Regions from separate parts of the Pan troglodytes genome. Here region 2 is linked to region 1. The links are chromatin contacts, called in public HiChIP or PLAC-seq maps. All regions are on one chromosome and are shown on one strand. Each heading gives the region's core, a stretch centred on a gene start, on an enhancer-like site or on the middle of the called end of the contact. The rest is flanking DNA. Distances are from core to core; before and after follow the strand shown.

Region 1 (5,638 bases), core at 2,186-4,685:
CATGCCCAGCTAATTTTTGTTTTTAGTAGAGACAGGCTTTCACCATGTTGGCCAGGCTGGTGTTGAACTCCTGACCTCCAGTGATCTGCCTGCCTCGGCCTCCCAAAGTGCTGGGATTATAGGGGTGAGCCACCACGCTGGCCTTAAATAGCAGGTTTCTTAATCCCACAATTTGCCTTACCATCAGAACCTGAAGTAGGGTAAGCTTGTTCTCTTGAACATTGCAAATTGCTTTCTTAATTCACAAAATAAAATACCTGGTTGAGGTCCACTTCAGGTCTTTTAACATAAAATCACATGCTTAGTCTGTGTTTAACCAAGAAAATCAAAGGGAGGGCCGGGCGTGATGGCTCATGCCTGTAATCCCAGCACTTTGGGAGGCCGAGGCAGAAGGATCACAAGGTCAGGAGTTCAAGACCAGCCTGGCCAACATAGTGAAAACCTGTCTCTACTAAAAATACCAAAATTAGCCAGGTGTGGTGGCACGCACCTGTAGTCCCAGCTACTTGGGAGGCTGAGGTGGGAGAATCGCTTGAACCCAGGGGGTGGAAGTTGTAGTGAGCCGAGACCACGCCATTGCACTCCAGCCTGGGTGAGAGTGGGACTCCGTTTCAAAAAAAAGAAAGAAAAAGAAAAGGATAAATAAGTTCTCTCACACAGGTCGATAAAAACGCGGCATGATCTGTATTTGGATCTAATGTATTTATTACACTGATATATGCCCAACATAGAACATTAAACATCAGAATGATAAACATATACCAGAATATATCAAATATATTCTTAGGTATTAAAAGGTTTCCTGATTACAAAGGGTGTCATAAAAATTTAAGGATGGATGACAAATTCTTGGTTTTTCCTTCAGGCAAGCACTCAGTGTTTTTATTACAGGTTGAGTAATCTTTATCTGAAATGCTTGGGACAAAAGTATTTCAGATATTTTTGATTTGGAATATTTGCATACACATAATAAGATATCTTGGGGATGGAACCCAAGTCTAAATGAGAAATTCATTTGTTTCACATACACCTTACCTTACGCACATAGCCTGAAGGTAAGGTTATATTATATATTTTAAATAATTTTGTGCATGAAACAAAGTTTTGATGGCGTTTTTTAAAAAAAATGTTGTTTTTTTTGTTTTTGTTTTTGTTTTTTTACAGACAGGGTCTGGCTATATCGTCCAGGCTGGACTCAAACTCCTGGGCTCAAGCAATCCTCCTGCTCAACCTCCCGAGTAGCTGGCACTACAGGTGCCCACCACACCAGGCTTGATTGTGACTTGACTGTCACCCAGTGTCACATGAGGGCAAGTGTGGAATTTTCCATTTGTGGGGTCACGTCAGCACTCAAAAAAATTCGAATTTTAGAGCATTTTGGATTTCAGATTAGGAATGTTTAACCTAAGTTTGTAAAGGAAATTTTTTAGCCTTAGAATAGGGATGTTTCAGATTGTTCAAGAGACAAATGAAAGACTAAAACAACCAGAAAACATTGGAATGATAAATCATTAAGTATATGTAAATGTGCGTTATTTACCTCCTGCCCATACAAAACCACTCATGACATACATACAAATGTAAGGACAAAACTGTATTCACCTGATTAACAAGAGCCAGAGTTCATTGCATGCTGATCAACGAACCAACACAACTTTTATCATACACTAAAAAAAGGGTAGAACAAAGACCAACTTAAAGCCTGGAGAGTGATCTAATCTGTTAAATTAGTGTACCGCAGAGTAATTTTGAAAGCCTTCTCGTTTTTTTTTTTTTCAGAGACGGAGTCTCGCTCTGTCGCCCAGGCTGGAGTGCAGCGGCGCGATCTCGGCTCACTGCAACCTCCCCCACCCGAGTTCAAGCCATTCTCCTGCCTCAGCCTCCTGAGTAGCTGGGATTACAGGCGCGTGCCGCCACGCCCGGCTAATTTTTTGTATTTTAGTAGGGACGGGGGTTTCACCGTGTCGCCCAGGCTGGTCTCGAACTCCTGAACTCAGGCAATCCGCCCACCTCGGCCTCCTAAAGGCTAGGATTACAGGCGTGAGCCACCGCGCCCGGCCCCTTCTCTTTTTTAAAACCAATTTCACTAACATTTACTTAAAAATGATTTTCTGCTTGGCAGAAGTGACTTAAGGCATGTGGGGGAGACACTGCGGGTCTGTCTCAGATTCCTTTAGACACCAATGCTCCACAGTTTTACGACTAGGTAATAGTCCGATAATCACCCATGAGTTCCTGGACTCCGGTTTGTTGTGGGATTGGAAATAAACGAGAAAGGCTGCGTTCGTCATCATGGCCTTATTTCTTCTCCCAACTTCCGGTCGTGCAGGTGTCTTGGGCAGGTGATCCCGAGGCCACTCTGCCGTGTTCTGTGAATCTTGGCGGAAGGGAGGCGAGCTGTAAATAAAAGCGTGACCATTAGAATCGCCGCTGTGTAGTATTAACCTGTTGAGCGCGGGGCTTCCCGGGGCTGGAGCTGCACCGCGGGCTCTGCTGTCTGGGACTCTCCTCCAGCGCCGACCCGACAGGACGCCAGGGACCAGGCCGGTCCGGCCGGGACAGCGGGGCCTCGGGCAGCGACGGGGCCGGGCCTCCCCCCAGCACGTCCCCAGCTCGGGCGCTGAGGCCTTGCGGAGACCCCAGGACTCGCCGCGGAGGCCACCAGTGCGCGTCTCGCGTGGCGCTACGGCCTCGGGAATTCCGTCACGGCATAGCCGGGTCCAGCGCGGTGTAGACCCGGGCCCCGTACCTTGCTCGGCCAGAGCGGCTCAGGTACTACTGCAGGTCCGGCTGCACTCGCGGCCACTGCGAACAGCCGGGACACCCAACCCCACTCTGCCCAGGGCCAACAAGCCCGAGGAGGCCGCAGAAACGCTCCCGCTCCCGCTCCCACTCGCGGCCCCAAGGCCCCACCCCCTCCGCCGCGCGCATGCGCCGCCCCCGAGCAGCCGCATGTGGCGACGGGAGGGGCCTGCCAGCTCCCCTCCTCCCCGGGACCGGCTCACTCCGGCCCCGCCGAGGGGGGAGCGGGTTTCCCCTCGTCCTCGGGGCCCGCTCGTTGCAGAGCGGCGGCCATGGAACCGCAAGGGCCAGAGCGGGCTGGCAGGCGCCAGCTACCCCGGAGCCGTGGGTGGCGGCAGAGGCGCGCGGCGTCACTGGAGGCCGGGCGGCTCCTCGGCGCTCCCCCTCGGTGGCCGGGGCGGGATGGTGCGTCCCGCAGGGCGCGCGCGGCTCCCGCGCTTCGGGCGCTCGGCGCGGGCGCGGGCGGGGGCGCGGAGGGCGGGGGAGCGGACCCCGATTCGCAGGACCGGGCCTGGGCTGCGCGGGCAGGGCCGTTGGCGGGGCGAGTGGGGGCGCCGGGCGCCGCGGGGGCCGGGGGCGGGGGGTGGGCGGGGCCGGGCGCCGCCGCGGAGCCTCCCGGGCCGCCGCGATCATGTCGGACCAGGCGCCCAAAGTTCCTGAGGAGATGTTCAGGGAGGTCAAGTATTACGCGGTGGGCGACATCGACCCGCAGGTACCGCGCCCGCCCCTGCCGCGGCCTCCTCCCCCGTCCGCGTCCCCGTCCGTCCCCGTCCCCGTCCCCGCTCCTGCCGCGGGCGCGCGCCGGGCGCAGAGCGTCGGGTCCGCCGAGGCCGCTGGCCTGACTGCGCTGAGGGCAGGGGCGACCGCGGGGTGGGCGCGGGAGGCCGGGGCCCGGGGGAGTGCGGGAGGGAGGGCGGCCGGGGCGCCTGGGGCTCTGTACCTCGGCCCCTAGTGCGCGCCCTGACCCCCCGGCCTGCGGCCCTGGGGTCGCCGCCCCCCACCCACCGGGCCGCCTCGTTCTCTGCTCCTTTGCTGAGCGGGACGGGCGCGGGGTCGCGTCTCCCCATTCCCCGCGCCGGGCGTCTCGGCTCCCGGGAGAGCAGCTCCGAGGGCGGACGAGGGGCGCCGGGATCCCCAGCCGGGGCAGCTCGCGCGGGGACCCCAGCCTCGCTCGGCCGGCGGGGGTCGTGGCCGTGCACCGGCTTGGCCGCCTCCGCCACCCGGGCAGCTGCCGTCCTGTGCGGGGCTGAGGAGGGCTCCCTTCCACCCTGTGTCCCTGCACGTGGGGGCTGGCATTCGTCTTCCTTGATTTTCCCACTTGGACGATTAATTTTACGGTACCCTGGTAACACTATCACATTACACATTTAATTTTGTGTAGTTTGGGCTCACGCCAAGGGATATTGTGGGTTTTCCTTAGTATTCCTATAATAATATATCTGTTTGATGTCACACAGTTATCAGTCCGTGGTAGGAATGCATCTTAGTTGAATATCCTCTTCAGGTTAATCTTCAAAATATTTCCTTCTTAAAAGTTTAACTGTACAGTAATGTTGCCTTGGGTGTGACATCAGTGGCCCCCACCTTGGAGGATGGGGATCCCCTGTGACCAGAGTTAGGCCTGGAAGGGCGGAGACTCATATTTCGCAGATAAACTTGGATGGTGTAGAAGGAATTGTAGAAGGCTGAGTGATCTTGGCCTTCTTGAGGTTCGTCCTTGTATGTTAGTAACAACTTTTTGGACTCTTTTTGCCCTGTAACTTTAGGGTAAAGAGACTTCAAGGCCGGGTTTACCCCTGTAATCCTAGCACTTTGGGAGGCCAAGGCGGGTGGATCACCTGACGTCAGGAGTTCGAGACCAGCCTGGCCAACATGGTGAAGGCTCATCTCTACTAAAAATACAAAAATTAGCCGGGCGTGGTGGCGGGCGCCTGTGGTCTCAGCTACTCGGGAGGCTGAGGCAGGAGAATTGCTGGAACCTGGGAGGTGGAGGTTGCAGTGAGCCGAGATCGCGCCACTGCACTCCAGCCTGGGCAACAACAGCGAGACTCCGTCTCAAAAAAAAAAAAAAAAAAAAAGCCTTCTATGAATTTACAGAGTAAAACAGTTGCTGAACACGGAGAGATCAAGATGAGTGCCTGTAACAGTGTTAGCTTTTTCCAGTATTGATGATTCCCCAGCCCCCCTTTTTTTTTTGTTTGTTTTTTTGTTTTTGTTTTTTGCTATCCACCATTTTTCTCTTCCCCCTCCTTCCTAGCCTTCGTGTTTCATTTTAGGACTTTGGCTCTTATAGGGGACTTGAACCAAATGTTACTTAAAACCTGGAACAAGTTGAACTGGAACCATATTTACTCGACTTCGAATCAAATCTAAATGCTTAAAAATGTCCTTGGCAAACCACTTTGATCTGAAACAGTAGATTTTCTGAAAAGTTTTGAGCCTGGACATCTGATTCTCTGACTCTTATGACTGTGGATTATAAGTTCACATGTTGACCATCTAATATGAGGCAGGCATGGACTAGGTGCCAGGTATAATACAGAGGTGAAGAGGACATGGTACCTGCCCTTGAGCGCCCCTCATTGGTGGGGGAGGGAGCACACCTGGACATATCACAGTACAAGGTGTAGCAGATTTCTCCACTGGGGTGCAAAGTAGACACCACTGAAATGTCACTCAGTAGATGTCATTTCAGTTGGGTTTTGAGATAAGCAGAAGTTAAGAACATGAAGGAATATTTTCATGTGGAGCGTATGTGCTGAGGAATGAAGGCATTCATGCGTTTGGGATACATCGGGATGATCACTATATCTGGAACAGAGTGATATGAGATAAA
Region 2 (5,638 bases), core at 1,625-4,124, 290 kb before region 1:
AATGTTCAGTTTTCAATTGATTATACTTCATCAGGTTCTAATTTTGGAGTTCTGAAAAATGGACCCCCCAAATTAACTTTACTTCACTATAGCTTAATAAATAAATAGGTAAAAAACATACTATGAAAAATTTTACTTATGCTCTTGGCTGATGGTTTAAAAAAAAGTAGAATATGAGAGTATGAGAAATTGTCCAGATATTCCTAGAAACCCTTGAGGCTCCAATTACATATACTGAAGGCTAAACTATTTCATTTCTAAGATCAAGTTTTGGTTAAAGGAAAGAAACTATTCTGCCAAATGTATATGAAACATGGAATTTTAAATCTAGATATAGTTCTCAAAAAATTTTCAATTAGTACAGCCACATAAAGTGTTTCGAAAAACGAAAGAGGATCCCGTCCCTCCGAGAACAAATATGAAAACATTCTACCCACTACTTAATAATTACAGACACCTGTCCTAGTTCTTGAACACACAGCCCTCTGTTAATCTGCTACAAACCTCTTTGCTGCTTGCTGTTTTCAGTGAGTCAACTGAGGCAATGTGTTTCCACAGTGCAGGAGACACACCTACCAAGGCAGCAGGAGCAGTTAGCAACGATGGCTTGGCCCCTTTCTACCTGCGCACCCTTGGATGTGACTTCACCTGTGATTCAGTTTCCACATCTATAAATGAAGCTACACATGGGATTGCTGTAAGGAATGAACATAGCAAAGCATCTGAAGCCTATGGTCAGCAGTCAGCTGACAAACGTCAGCCACAAAGCAAACAGGATGCTCCCTGCACTGCACTGGAGTCACTGACATACTGGTTTGTTTTCCCCACCAGACTCTAAGCTGCTTAAGGATAGGGGCTTGTGGTGCTCACTTTTGGATTAACATTTCAACAGCTTATAGAGTTGAGGTTGCAGAAAGCACCCGACAAGCTCGTTAAATAAACAAATGCTGTGTGACTACAGGAGCAGTAAGTGATCTGCTGAGCCTAGATCGACTCAACATTTCTATAAAAGCGGTTCGATGATAGCCAGGAAAGTCTAGTACACACACCCAGCAGTCCCCGTGTCCACAGTTCAGACTGACCCAGTGTTACGTTGTACAGCATCTATGCTACTGCTTGGGTGTACGAAAATCTAAACGCCGTAAGGGGGTTACTCTTTTCCTTAAGAACGTAATCTACAGAGCTCTAACAGTTCAGGGGGTAGACGGTTTGGCTTCAGACCACAGTTTACTCAGCGACCCGGCAAAAGGAAGTGCTGAGAAGTTGCTCCCCTGGCAACCGCCTCCTGAACCCATGTGACGGGTTTGTTTTCAGTTATCCAGCAGGGTAGCATGTTTGCTGCCGCGACCAATGGCCTTTCAGTCCCGCTGCTCACCAGTTCCCCAGGCGGCCAATCCGGGGCGGCTGGCGCGGGATGACAGCTGGGGCTGTACCCGGACGCCAGGAGGGAAGGGCCCTCAGTCAGCTTGGCACAGCACCTGCTTGAACAGCCAATTATCTCCCTGCCTCATCTCCATCACTGTGCTTCCTCAAACTTCAGAGAGCTGTGGCCCGAACCCGCCCTCGGGGGTGCCAGGTCCTCTCTACCCCTCCTTCATTTCTCTAAATCCCAAGACTGGAGATGCACACTTTCAATCTGTGGATAGTTCCAGTTTCAAATGCATGTTTCTTATAGGCTGAAAAGTACTTTCAACCGAAAAGACACCCTTTTTACTTCCAGAAGAACCAGGAGGGGTACTCACCAGCTGCTGTCCCGCAGCAGGGAGGGACCCACCAGGCGGAGGAAAAGATGGTGGCGATCACCTCCTCGGGGAAGAGAGTGACATTCCTCTGGATCTGCAGCAGGTTGAGCACCAGGGCTAGGACCACCCCAACCGAGAAGAGCACGAGGCTCCTCTGCACCAGGCGATGATGCCAGGTGTTGGGGTAGGGGCTGCCGGGCTCGGGGCCGCTCATCGCAGCACTGCGGCCCCTGGGCGCGGGGTCAGCGTCCGGGGCACCGTGGGCCGCCAGCAGGGAGGGCCCGGACACGGAAACGTTGATCATCTCCCCAACCTTGGCCGCCAGCCCCGCGGCGCTGGCTCGCGGGGGGCCTCGGCGCCTCGCGCTGTGCGCACGGGAGCAGCTCCAGAAGTGGTCGTGCAATCTGGGCATCGGTCACCCGCGTCCAAGAGGCGCTTCCTGGAAGAAGGGGGTCATCAAGTTCACTCAGAAGAGACAAAGAGCGAGGAAGGCCCCGCGGGACGCGAACCCCGGCACCCGGGCCAGGCGGCAGCGCCGCCCCCCAGGTTAGAGCCCCGGGCGCCCGCCCGGGGCCAGCGGCGGACGGGACCCGCGCTCACAGCGAGCAGCACCCCCGGCCCCAGCGGGACCCGCGTCCCAAAGACCCAACGGGGCCCGCGCCCGCCTACCTCCGGGGAGGACCGGCTGCTGCGCGACCAAAGCCCGCCCGCGACCCCTATCCCAGCCGGCCGCGTACCTGGCCGAGAGGCGCCCGCCCGCCGGCTCTCCGAACGGAGGCGGGGCGGGGGAAAGGAGGAGTCACGGCCCGGGACGGCCCCAAGTGCGGCCGCAGCGCCTGGCGGGCGCGCGGGTTTATATGGCGGGCCGCGGAGCCCGCATCACGTGAGCCTGCCCGGCCTACCCGCCGCCTGCGCGCACCGCCCAGGGGCGTGGCCTGAGTTTGCCCCGCCCCGCCCGCGAGCCCGTCCGCACGCGGTCTGGTGAGGCGGCCGCAACCAATGGGAGGCCGGCGGCCCATATGACGTGCACACACGCCACCGCCGGCCCGCGCGCGCGCTCGGGCGGGAGCCTCGGCAGGGACTGCGGGGCGCGTGGCGGCTGCGGGGCACGCGGGCCCGAGCGGGACTGGCCGGCTGCGAGTGGGCGGCCGCGGAGCTGGGGCCTGGGAGGGGACGGTCCTGCCGGGAGGAGGCGGAGGCAGGACAGGGTGGGGTTGCGGGCCCGGCGCCGCCCCTCCCGGCTCCTGGCTCCCCTCGCCTGGTGTCCCGCGCCTGGCCGGGAGGCGGCGGGTCTCGATCGCGCGGGCCTCCCTGGAGGGGCGCGGGCTCTGGCGGCGGGGCCGGACCCTGCTCAGCGCAATGGCGGGCTTGCATCCTTGGGTGATTTTTTCGGGCCCCTTGTGGCCTTTGCTCACGCCTGGAGAGCAAACCACCCGCACCACCCAGGAGCAGATAAAATCGAGACCACAGTTCTCCAAGGGAGCGCGCCTCCATCCTGTTTGCCCCTCGGGTCGCCGTCTGAGGGCGGGCCCGTGCCCGCTCAGAGCCTACATCCGAGTCGTATAAAGCGCTGACAGCAGAGAAAGCTGCGGCTTTGCTCCGTGCAGATGAGCAGGGGCTGAGGGAGGACGCTGTGCTCTCAGTAGCCGCGACCTATCCAGCTGCTCTGCACTGGGCCCCTGACATCCCAGAAATCAGTACATCTGTCTTCTGGGGTCCAAGAGGTATTTCAGTTTCTCTGGCTTTGTTTCCCGTCATTTGTACCTGGCCCTGCAGACTACCCCAGTATTTCCATCATAATACCCCTGTGGGCAGGTGCATACCTCATGACAATATTTAATATTAATAGATTTCTGTGTTGTCTCCAGAATGGAAAGGGGCTATCTATTCCTTGAGCTAGTTGGCTTGCTGAAGACTATTGACTTCATTCTTCTTTTCCTATCTACCTAATAAACCAGTGTTAATACAACCCAGCCTCTCTGACTCTGTCCCTCCTCTCATCTGTACTGGGACATTATGAACCATGGAAGATCCTGGAGTCATAGAGGCACCCTGTGGCTCTGTGGCTGTTGCACTTACACTGACCAAGATGTCCCGTGGGAATGTGGGAGGGTTGCCCGTGGGGTTCCTGCTGAGGGCCTCCGGCGTGGCCTCTGAGTCGTAGGTAGAGATTGTCACTGCGTTCCCAGTGTGTGTTTGCCCAGGTGCCTGTGGAGTCTGGCCCCATGAAGAAATGCAGCCCGGGATAAAGACAGTGGGAGAGTTTGAGTTTACCCCCTTGAATACCCCCTTTGAAGACCGAGCCTCCATATCAGTAACCACATTCCAAGATTTTCAGGGGTTGAAATTTGCTTATCCTCAAGCAAAGCTGTTGTTGATTTTGTTTCCCTGCTAATCGTGGGCCGTGTGTTGAAGATAATGGGGTTCATTCTCTTCAGCCCCTGTCAGCCACTCTGAGTTAAGCATTTAGGGAAATCTGCTCATGATGGCACCGTTTAGTTCTTAATTGCCCCACAATACAGTAATCATCACAGATGTGGCCTTACTCTAGGGTTGTTGACTATTGTTGAGTTAAACACCTCGCCATGCCTTCCCAGATCACTAAGTAACCCTCAGAGTGGTGGCCTCTGTACTGAACAGGCTGGCGGAAGGGAGCACAGGACGGCTGTAGCTCTTTCGGATACGGAAGAATCATGCACTCATAAAGGCCTAAAGACTGGGAGGTGTCACGTAGTGAGCAATCTCGCCTTTAGTCTGTTCTTGCTGTTCTTTTTATTATAACATTAATAACCATTTGTAAGAAATATTCTTAAGATAAAGTAGATTACCAAATATATATTTTTTCATATAAAAGCATCACATGCTCATTGTAAAACATCGTGGAAAAATATATTTTAAAGAAATCGTCTATAATCCTACCAACTAGAGATAACCATTGTTAACATTTTGGGGTATGTATTTCCAAATATTTTTTCTATCCATAAATGTGTTTAAAAAAACACAAATAAGATCAACTTCACATGAGTGGAACCAGTTATTAAGTGATCATGAACGTCTTTTAAAGGCAATCAATACAGACTACGCCGTTTTTTAACAGCTTTAGTGAGGGCGAATTCATGCGGTGTACAATTCACCCATTTAAACGGTGAATTCAGTGGTTTTTTGCGTATTCACAGAGTTGTACAACTATCATCACAGTCCATTTTAGAACATTTTCATCACCCCAGAAAAGACCTTCATATGCTTTAGTTATTGCCTCCTTATCCCCTGACTTCCACCCCCAGCCCACGGCAACCACTGATCTACTTCCTGTCTCTATGGATTTCCTGTTCTGGACGTTCGTATGAATGGAATCGTATAATATGTGATGTTTTGTGACTGGCTTTGTTGACATAATGTTTTCAAGGTTCATCCATGTCATAGCATATGTCAGCACTTCATCCCTTTTTATGGCTGAATAATGTTCCATTGTATGGAGAGGCCACATTTTGATTATCCATTCACCAGCTGACGGACGTTTGGGTTGTTCTCACTTTTCGGCTATTACGAATGATGTTGCTGTAAATGTGCACAAGCTCATCCATGTGGGTGTAGCTCTTCATTTCTCTTGGGTGGAGTTACTAGGAGTGCACTTGCTGGGTCACATGGTAACTCTATGTTTAATCGTTTGAGGAACTGCTGGACTTTTTCCAAAGCAGCTGCATGATTTTAAACCTCCATCAGCAGGGTATGAGGGTTCTGATTTCTCCACATCTTTGCCAACACTTGTTATTCCTTGAGTTTTTGATTCTAGCCATCTCAGTGAATGCGAAGTGGTATGTCATCGTTTTCAAAAGCAGAATAGTGTTTGTCTATGAAGGGAAGTGCCTTAGCTTACTTGCCATGAAAGTACAATC

The links. HiChIP or PLAC-seq counts read pairs in DNA pulled down with a chosen protein or histone mark.
Region 2: an H3K4me3 HiChIP or PLAC-seq map of stem cell-derived excitatory neurons shows a contact between it and region 1, with 20 times the contacts expected there. The contact joins the promoter of INSIG1 here to the promoter of LOC101058317 in region 1. A contact is called at or near these places in 1 of 7 Hi-C or Micro-C datasets (stem cell-derived neural progenitor cells) and 1 of 1 datasets of contacts at active chromatin or transcription factors (stem cell-derived excitatory neurons).

The regions. Positions count from the first base shown.
Region 1 is chr6:170,041,379-170,047,016 of NHGRI_mPanTro3-v2.0_pri, reverse strand. LOC101058317 reads right to left here and starts at 3,435. Exons shown (of 2, transcript XM_063815957.1): 1 at 2,750-3,435; 2 at 662-2,397. The coding sequence starts at 3,435. The coding sequence ends at 2,776. PAXIP1 (PAX interacting protein 1) reads left to right here and starts at 3,378. Exons shown (of 21, transcript XM_054655398.2): 1 at 3,378-3,514. The coding sequence starts at 3,434.
Region 2 is chr6:170,330,368-170,336,005 of NHGRI_mPanTro3-v2.0_pri, reverse strand. It overlaps INSIG1 (insulin induced gene 1), which reads right to left and starts at 2,874. Exons shown (of 6, transcript XM_001145726.8): 1 at 2,480-2,874; 2 at 1,743-2,181. The coding sequence starts at 2,154.